Linked DNA regions of Mus musculus: region 2 is linked to region 1. The links are chromatin contacts, called in public Hi-C maps. All regions are on one chromosome and are shown on one strand. Each heading gives the region's core, a stretch centred on a gene start, on an enhancer-like site or on the middle of the called end of the contact. The rest is flanking DNA. Distances are from core to core; before and after follow the strand shown.

Region 1 (4,185 bases), core at 965-3,464:
CAAGCTTATTAAACAGGTAGTTAGGCATGACACAGCCTGTACCTCTGAGACTGGTGCTCTGGCTGCCACCAGAGAGCTGTAGTGGATGCTTCCTTATCGCTGCTTCTCTCTGGTTTCTCTGTAACTGGGTGTAGCCCATAGTCATACCTTCATTGGAGATGAGACCAGCTTTGGTCCTCTTTTTGCTCCCCGAAGCCCTTCTGGCCCTCAGACATCCTGGACACTTGGCAATGTTAACTTCTTGGATATGGGCTCTAGTTTAGAATTTAGAGTTGGGGATTATAGAGGATCACTCAGCTGAAGGCTAAGTTGGCATGCTTTCCCCAGAATATTTTGTTCTTTCGAATTTGCAAGTTGTCATTATTGGCATTGAACAATAATTTCTATTGTGTGCACACACAAATACGCACAATATTGCAGTCCCTTTGGCAGAAAAGAAACATCAATGTTGGCATGATGGATTATTATAATTCTGGTTTGTTCCATCCTGGTGTCTGGTATTCCCCCCCCCCCCCCCGCCTTAGCCCACCCACACAGCTGGCAAGTTGGGCACTAGGACCCTCGTTAACGGCCAGTCAGGAAAAGGCCATTTCTTCCTACAGAGAGAGAGGGTTTTAAATCCATTATAGGACATTTCTTTGATGGGGAAACATTTCTTTATTGTTATCACTGACTCTGTCGAATCTCATACAAGTGTCTGCATTTTAATCTTGGCATTGCATCATCCTCTGCTCTCAGAGAGCCCTCCAATCCCCCTCCCACTTGGGGAAATCATCTTTCAAACATCGCTTGCTCCCTGGATCCTCTTTAATTTTCTTAGTCACTGGGAACTCTCTTTTCTCTTTTCCCAGATTCTCATAGGACTTTGGGCTTTTCTGGCTGAAGTTAACCCAGCAAAAAAAAAAAAAAAAAAAATATATATATATATATATATATATATATATATATATATATATGTTTGCTCGGATGTCTCATTCATCAAATAGAAGTCGTTTAGCTTTTACTGGTTGGCCCCTGGGTGTCCAGAAGGTTGTGGAGGGTTCAGAGGGGCAAGCCGGCGAGTGAGGGTATCTTGTCTAGAGCTAGACATGGTGGTGCATGCCACAATGTGGAGACGGAGACAAGAGGATCCAAATGTGCGTAGAGCCTGATCGAGGTAACCAGATCCTGTCTCAGGGGAGGGAAAATAAAGGGGAACAAACAAACCCCACGTTGTCCAGTTAGCTCGTGAAAAAAGAGTATGAAAAGTATCATCTGAGTTTTTACTAAGCATTGTCACCCAAATTGCATCAGTGATGGCTCTACAAACAGCAGCACAGCCTTACTTAGAAACTTCATATGTCTCGAAAAAGTGCCTTACTCTGAGGGTCTGTGGCAGTTTGGGTCGGGGGTGGAAACTGGAAGCAAGTAACTTAGGGACCATTCACTACTGTGTTCAATATTGTTCATGGCAGTCATCTTAACCACGAACTTTCCACTACCTGCTTGCTGCTCACCGGCGGATAAATGGCACCAGGAGAAGAGTAACAGGCAAAAAATTGATTCTCTTATAGTTTGCCCCCCCCTCCTGATTCCCCCCCCCCCCCCCCCCAGTTTCTCTGTGTAGCCCTGGCTCTCCTGGAACTCACTCTGTAGACCAGGCTGGTCTCGAACTCAGAAATCCGCCTGCCTCTGCCTCCCAAGTGCTGGGATTAAAGGTGTGCGCCACCACCGCCTGGCTCTTTATTTTCCTTAATAGATGATTATTAAAGAATAATAGTAAACAGAACCTGCAAATTCTCTTGAAGTTGTCACAGAAGGAACACAACAACAGTCACCACAACGACAAAATACTACGCAATTTTCCCCAGAGCCTACAAGCTCAACTTCCACCGCCTCCTCCAGAAGTTTCGATCTAGACGTAGACTTATTCAGCGAGTTGCAATTTAGCCTAGGGTGGAGTGTCAAAGTTTAAGTTCCTCTTGCTATCTATCGGGTAACTCCAGGTCTTTTGGTTTCTATAGCTAAAAGAGATGCTGGTAAATTTGGAACGTGGTTGCCTAAGTGGACTAGTCTTCCCTTCTCTCGACCAGTGCCTGCAACCTGGTCCCTTTAAGAGACCAGAACTGCGTCCGGCGTCGCAGCCCTAAAGGGATCCTCTCCTGTGCTCCTCCCCTGTCCGCGCGGTGAATGGTTCGTGCCGGCCTATATTAACCCGAGATCTTCCTCCCGGACGGCAATGATGTGAAGCGAGCAAGTCGGCTACCGCGCGCACGACCACAGAGGGCGCGCTGCAGATCGCCGAGAACCCCGAAGCGGAGCCGGACACCCCCGGAGGGAAGCAATGAGGTAGCGGCAGTCCCCGGAGCGGACGATGTGCGCGTCCTGCCCTCCGAACCCCGCGCTACCTTGGCCGAGACGGCCGAGCGCGAGTCTCCGGCGTCCCCTCGGAGCGAGGATGCAGTGAGCTGCGGGACCGCTGTGCTTGGCCCGCCGCGGCCAGCCAGACCTCTCGGACCACACTTGGGGCAAGCTGCTTATTCAGGGACCAGTCCAGCCAAGGGGCTCGCCCTCTTCTGCACCCACTGGGGGTGGGGAGCACCGGCCCCTGGGCGCACTGCTGTAGTTTCCGCGGCTCCTGGCCCTGGCCCAAGACTTGTGTGTGTGTCACGTTCGCTGAAGAAGAGTTCCAGCTTATTTCTCTCACCATCCCGGTTGCTTTGGCCGAGCCGCCCACCTTTATTTATTTGTACGCACTCATTTGGCCTTTTTCTAAAATATTTTCCGCTCCGCTCTCTTATTTTGTTGCTTGTTTGAGACTTTTGTCCTGGTCCTCCTCATCTAGGCTTCTCTCTCTCTCTCTCTCTCTCTCTCTCTCTCTCTCTCTCTTTCCTGAATATTTTTTTCTAATATCCTACCCCAGTCCCTGCGGGGTTCCCAAGCACTATCTGGCCTCTCCTGCCTCCATCTCCCTGCCCCGGAGGTCCTCCCAGCCTGAGTTTTATTTTTCGAGCTTGCCCGGGCCAAGCGTAGCCTGGGTTGGTGGCCCTGCGGGGCTCTCACCCCGCGCTCGGCCACCGCCGCCCCAGCCACTCCCGGGCGTCCTCCGGAGATGCTGCCGTGGAAGAAGCACAAGTTCGAGCTGCTGGCCGAGGCGCCGCCGCGGCAGGCGTCCAAGCCTAAGGGCTACGCTGTGAGCCTGCACTACTCCGCGCTCAGCTCCTTGGCGAGAGCCTGCCCGGAAGGCGCGCTCAGCCGGGTGGGCAGCATGTTCCGCTCCAAGCGCAAGAAGCTGCACATCACCAGCGAGGACCCCACTTACACTGTGCTCTACCTGGGGAATGCCACCACCATCCAGGCGCGCGGGGACGGTTGCACTGACCTAGCGGTGGGCAAGATCTGGAGCAAGAGTGAGGCCGGCCGTCAAGGGACTAAGATGAAGCTGACCGTGAGTGCGCAAGGCATCCGCATGGTGCATGCCGAGGAGCGAGCGCTGCGACGTCCCGGCCACCTCTACCTGCTGCACCGCGTCACCTACTGTGTGGCAGACGCGCGGCTACCCAAAGTCTTCGCCTGGGTATACCGGCATGAGCTGAAGCACAAGGCGGTAATGCTACGCTGCCACGCGGTGCTGGTGTCCAAGCCGGAGAAGGCTCAGGCCATGGCTCTGCTGCTTTACCAGACATCAGCCAACGCTCTGGCAGAGTTTAAACGTCTCAAGCGGCGGGATGATGCGCGTCACCAGCAGCAGGAGTTGGTGGGCGCACACACCATCCCACTAGTGCCGCTGCGCAAGCTGCTCTTGCACGGACCTTGCTGCTACAAGCCGCCAGTGGAGCGCAGCCGCAGCGCTCCCAAGCTGGGCTCCATCACCGAGGACCTGCTTGGGGAACAGCAAGAGGAGGAGCTGCAGGAGGAAGAAGAGGAGCATCTGGAGGACTGCCTGGAGGAGGAGGAAGAAGAGGACGGTGTGGGGGATGGGGATCCAGCAGAGGAAGAGGCTGAGGCGCAGAGGGCGCTGGTGGTGGCCATGCAGTTGGAATGTGAGGACTTGCTGGACCCGCTGGAAAATGGCCACGAGGAGGCGTTGGGGGACGGCGGGGTCTCGCTGGGCCCCAGCTCGGGGACATCACTTCCTCTGTCAGTCTGTGCCTCAGACATGAAGGCCCAACTGTCACAGCTTATTAGTGACCTGGGCGACCTTAG
Region 2 (3,837 bases), core at 1,203-3,702, 300 kb after region 1:
TGGAAGTGAAGAACAATCAAGGTGAGACACTCAGCATCAACTTTAGGTCTACAAACATGGTCACACTCATGTGTGTGAGCACCCAGGTGAACACTTTACATACCTCTACTAACAAGTATACCTAACACACACACACATACATGTGCACAAACACATGCACATACACACAAATAATAATAATAATAATAATAATAATAATAATAATAATAATAATAAATAAAAAGAATAGGAATAAGAATTTTTATATAAAAACAAAATTTGCAGCTGGAGAGATGTCTCAGAAGTTACGAGCCCTTATAGCTCTACCTGAAGACTGGAATTTGAATCCCAGCTGCTACAACAAAAGGTTCACAAAAGTCTTTAACTACAGCTCCAAGGGATCCAACATGTCCTTCTGGCCTTCTTAGGCAAACACATACTCATTAGTAAAAGAAATCTTTCGTTAAAAGAATAAGTCAACTAATGTGGGGTTGAATGAATGAATGAATGAATGAATGCAGAAATAAGAATCTAGGAAGCACTGAGGTCAGGGTGAGAGGGGAATGTCCCAAGTCTTGTCTGGGTGGTAGAGCCCTGGTATACATTACTGTATAACAGACATATGAAAGATTTTCACATGTTACCACCTGTGATGGTTTGTATATGCTTGGCCCAGAAGTGAAATTATTAGGAGATGTGGCCTTGTTGGAGTAGGTGTGTCATTGTGGGCATGGACTTTGAGACCCTCCTCCTAGCCATGTGGGAGACAAACTTCTCCTATAGTAAGTAGCCTTCAGGTGAAGATGTAGAACTCTCAGCTTCTTCTGCATCATGCCTGCCTGTACATTGGCATGCCCCCATTTTAATGATGATGGCTGAACCTCTGAACCTGTAACCCAGGCCCAGTTAAATGTTGTCCTTGTAAGAGTTGCCTTGGTCATGGTATCTCTTCACAGCAGTAAAACCCTACCCATGACACCACTCATCCATATATTCAGTGGGTATGTAAAATCCATGGCTTTCCAAGCCCTATCATTCCCTGAGACAATTCACTTCAACAATAGAAGAGCTTTTGCAGATGCTCGAGTTTCGATCTATTTTGGTCCCACAAAGAGTTGGACAGAGATGGCCTAGAATAGAATAGATGGCAGGGAGGATATCTAGGATGTTGGAGGCAGATGATGGTGACCTAGGAGACGGTCAAGGACTGGAATAGAGAAACAAGGTTCCAGAAGGATCCGCTACAGGTAGCCCAGTCATGCTACATCTCTAGCCTCACAGTTTCCAGTACCAGCCTCTCTAGATGGATGCCCTCCTGTTCACTCAGACACAGCAGGGAAGTTGCTCTGGGCCATGTGTACCCAGCACATCCTCTAAAGAACTAAAGAAGTGGCCAAAGTTAGTTGGTACTCCAAGGTCCTCTTTCCCTGGCTGCTGATAATTCCGGAAGCTGGGGTCTAGCTTTCAGAGGCCTGTGCCCCTCTGTCAGTATGAGAGAGTGACATGACAGTAAGCTAAAACAAACCCATCTTTTCTAAGTTGTTTTTGGTTGTGGTATTTTCTCAAAGCAACAGAAAAGCAACTAACACATTCAGCAAACATTTGCTGACCCTACCATGTGTAAAGGACACAGAGTGGACTGACTGGTTTTGTGTGTCAACTTGACACAAACTGAATTATCACAGAGAAAGGAGCCTCCCTTGAAGAAATGCCTCCATGAGATCCAGCTGTAAGGCATTTTCTCAACTAGTCATCAAGGGTGGGAGGGCTCATTGTGGGTGGTACCATTCCTGGGCTGGTAGTCTTGGGTTCTATAAGAAAGCAAGCTGAGCAAGCCAGGGGAAGCAAGCCAGTAACATCCCTCCATGGCCTCTGCATCAGCTCCTGTTTCCTGACTTGCTTGAGATCCAGTCCTGACCTCCGTTGGTGATGAACAGTAGTGTAGAAGTATAAGCTGAATAAATCCTTTCCTCCCCAACTTGCTTCTTGGTCATGATGTTTGTGCAGGAATAGAAACCCTGACTAAAATGTGGATGTAAAGGTAACATGGGCCAGTATTCTCTTTCAGAACCACCCGTAGTGAGCACAAGACAGAGGGACCAGAAGGCCACTCATCTGAGTTCTCAAATGCACATCTTGTCATTGATACAAGGGGTCACAGGGAGTGGACAGCTGCGGTGATGAAGAATGCAAAGAGGGGAAGACAGAACAAAGAAGTTGCTCAGGCTGCAGAGAGATCTGGGAACTGACCAGCCAGCCTCACTTGGCTCCAAGAGACTGATGGAGGACAGGCTGCCTAGCACAGTTGGATCACCCCATAGGTAGCATTGCCATGTTAGAGACCCTTCCCTCTGTTTCTGTGTCCAGCTTCTGAGGAAAATGTCAAGGGCTCTGCACTCCAGGCCAATCTCCTGTCTACTTGTACTACCTCAAAGAAGCAATGGAAGGAGAGAGTGCCTATCTGTCAGTGGGCACCCTGTTCATTGTGTGGCTAGGAAGCATGTGGCCATGCCAGTAAGCACCCATATTCCCAAACTCAGGGTCACAGTGGACTGTGGATCAAAGTGCCTATCTCCTTGCTCTGGTGCTCTCTTCAGCTTACAGACTCTGAGCCAGATTTGCTCAGCAACAGCCTTTCAGAGCCCCAGTGAAGGGACGACTCTACAGCTGACTGTGCCTAATGACAGATTCTAATAGGCCAGAAAGCAGTATTAAGCCCTATTAATCATTTCTGTGGGCTGGTTGATATGAAATGCTATCTTATCTCGGGGCTGCCGGCAAAGCCAAGATGTACCCTCTTTCCCTTCTCTGATTCCCAGACTCCTCATCTCCTGGCTGCAATGCTCAGTACAGCAGGTGAAACATCCCAGGCAGCTTTACAAAGCCAGATCTGAATCAGCCGCTATTCTACAACTACTGGCTGAAGTATTCATGGCAACTCCGATCATATTCAGAACCTTTAAGTGTAGTCTCTCAGATCAATCAAAATATGTGTGCTAGGAAATGATATGGTATTAAATTGGTCTGGTATCTTATATTCAATGGCTATGCAAGCTAAGAGATATACTTAAGAAACATCTATGGAAAACAGGATTTGTCTTACTAAACTGTTCCTTGCCCATGGCTCTCTGTATTTTAGTGGGAGGGAAGGCATAGTGAGAACCAGCTACATCTCCAAGAGGCCAGACCCTGCTTTCAGATAGGATCTCTGGCAGGAAATGAATGGGACACTTCATCAGTGTGCTTTTTTTTTCTCACAGCACTGCTTACAAGAAACAGAGCCAAGCTAACAGACTGTGTGATGGGTCCAATTATTGAACCCACCAGGCCTTGGTGCCAAGCCTTGTCTCCTGATGGTATCTTTCATCCAGAGCTCCTGAGATCACAGAGCAGTTTTATGTACTCTGATGCTTCACTCAAGACAGATTGTCCCAAACACAGCTGTAGCAGAGGTGTTTGCAGGGTTGACTGCAGGAACCTAAAGATGTCCCTCTGGCCAGCCCAGCCTGGGAGGCCATTTCCTGTCTCAGAAGTCAGGTGTGATGGTGCACACATACTTCCCAGCACCTGGGAGGCAGAGGCAGAGGCAGAGGCAGAGGCAGAGGCAGAGGCAGAGGCAGAGGCAGAGGCAGAGGCAGAGGCAGAGGCAGAGGCAGAGGCAGAGGCAGAGGCAGAGGCAGAGGCAGAGGCAGAGGCAGAGGCAGAGGCAGAGGCAGAGGCAGAGGCAGAGGCAGAGGCAGAGGCAGAGGCAGAGGCAGAGGCAGAGGCAGAGGCAGAGGCAGAGGCAGCTTTCTGAGCTAAGTTTGAGGCCTGGCTGGTCTGTATACTGAGTTTGAGCAGCTAAAACAGAGCTGTTGA

What was found. Hi-C and Micro-C count contacts between places; a contact is called where the count stands out from the background.
Region 2: a Hi-C map of the N1E-115 cell line shows a contact between it and region 1, with 5 times the contacts expected there. The contact joins the enhancer-like site here to the promoter of Fam43a in region 1. A contact is called at or near these places in 14 of 39 promoter capture datasets (the 3T3-L1 cell line, 3T3-L1-derived adipocytes, the C10 cell line and 7 more), 2 of 484 Hi-C or Micro-C datasets (the N1E-115 cell line and bone marrow-derived macrophages), 16 of 115 datasets of contacts at active chromatin or transcription factors (astrocytes, bone marrow-derived macrophages, embryonic basal ganglia and 9 more) and 4 of 9 other capture datasets (adipose tissue, embryonic stem cells, liver and 1 more).

What each region holds. Positions count from the first base shown.
Region 1 is chr16:30,597,509-30,601,693 of GRCm38.p6, forward strand. Fam43a (family with sequence similarity 43, member A) reads left to right here and starts at 2,215. Exons shown (of 1, transcript NM_177632.3): 1 at 2,215-4,185. The coding sequence starts at 3,092.
Region 2 is chr16:30,898,164-30,902,000 of GRCm38.p6, forward strand. No RefSeq gene overlaps it. Among named protein-coding and RNA genes, the nearest start is that of Gm25375, 11 kb to the left of the region's middle. Within about 2 kb of position 2,453, at least 3 of the 459 cell types and tissues checked have an H3K27ac peak or open chromatin away from gene starts, as enhancers often do. A contact at or near this core is called in the N1E-115 cell line, where this site is marked.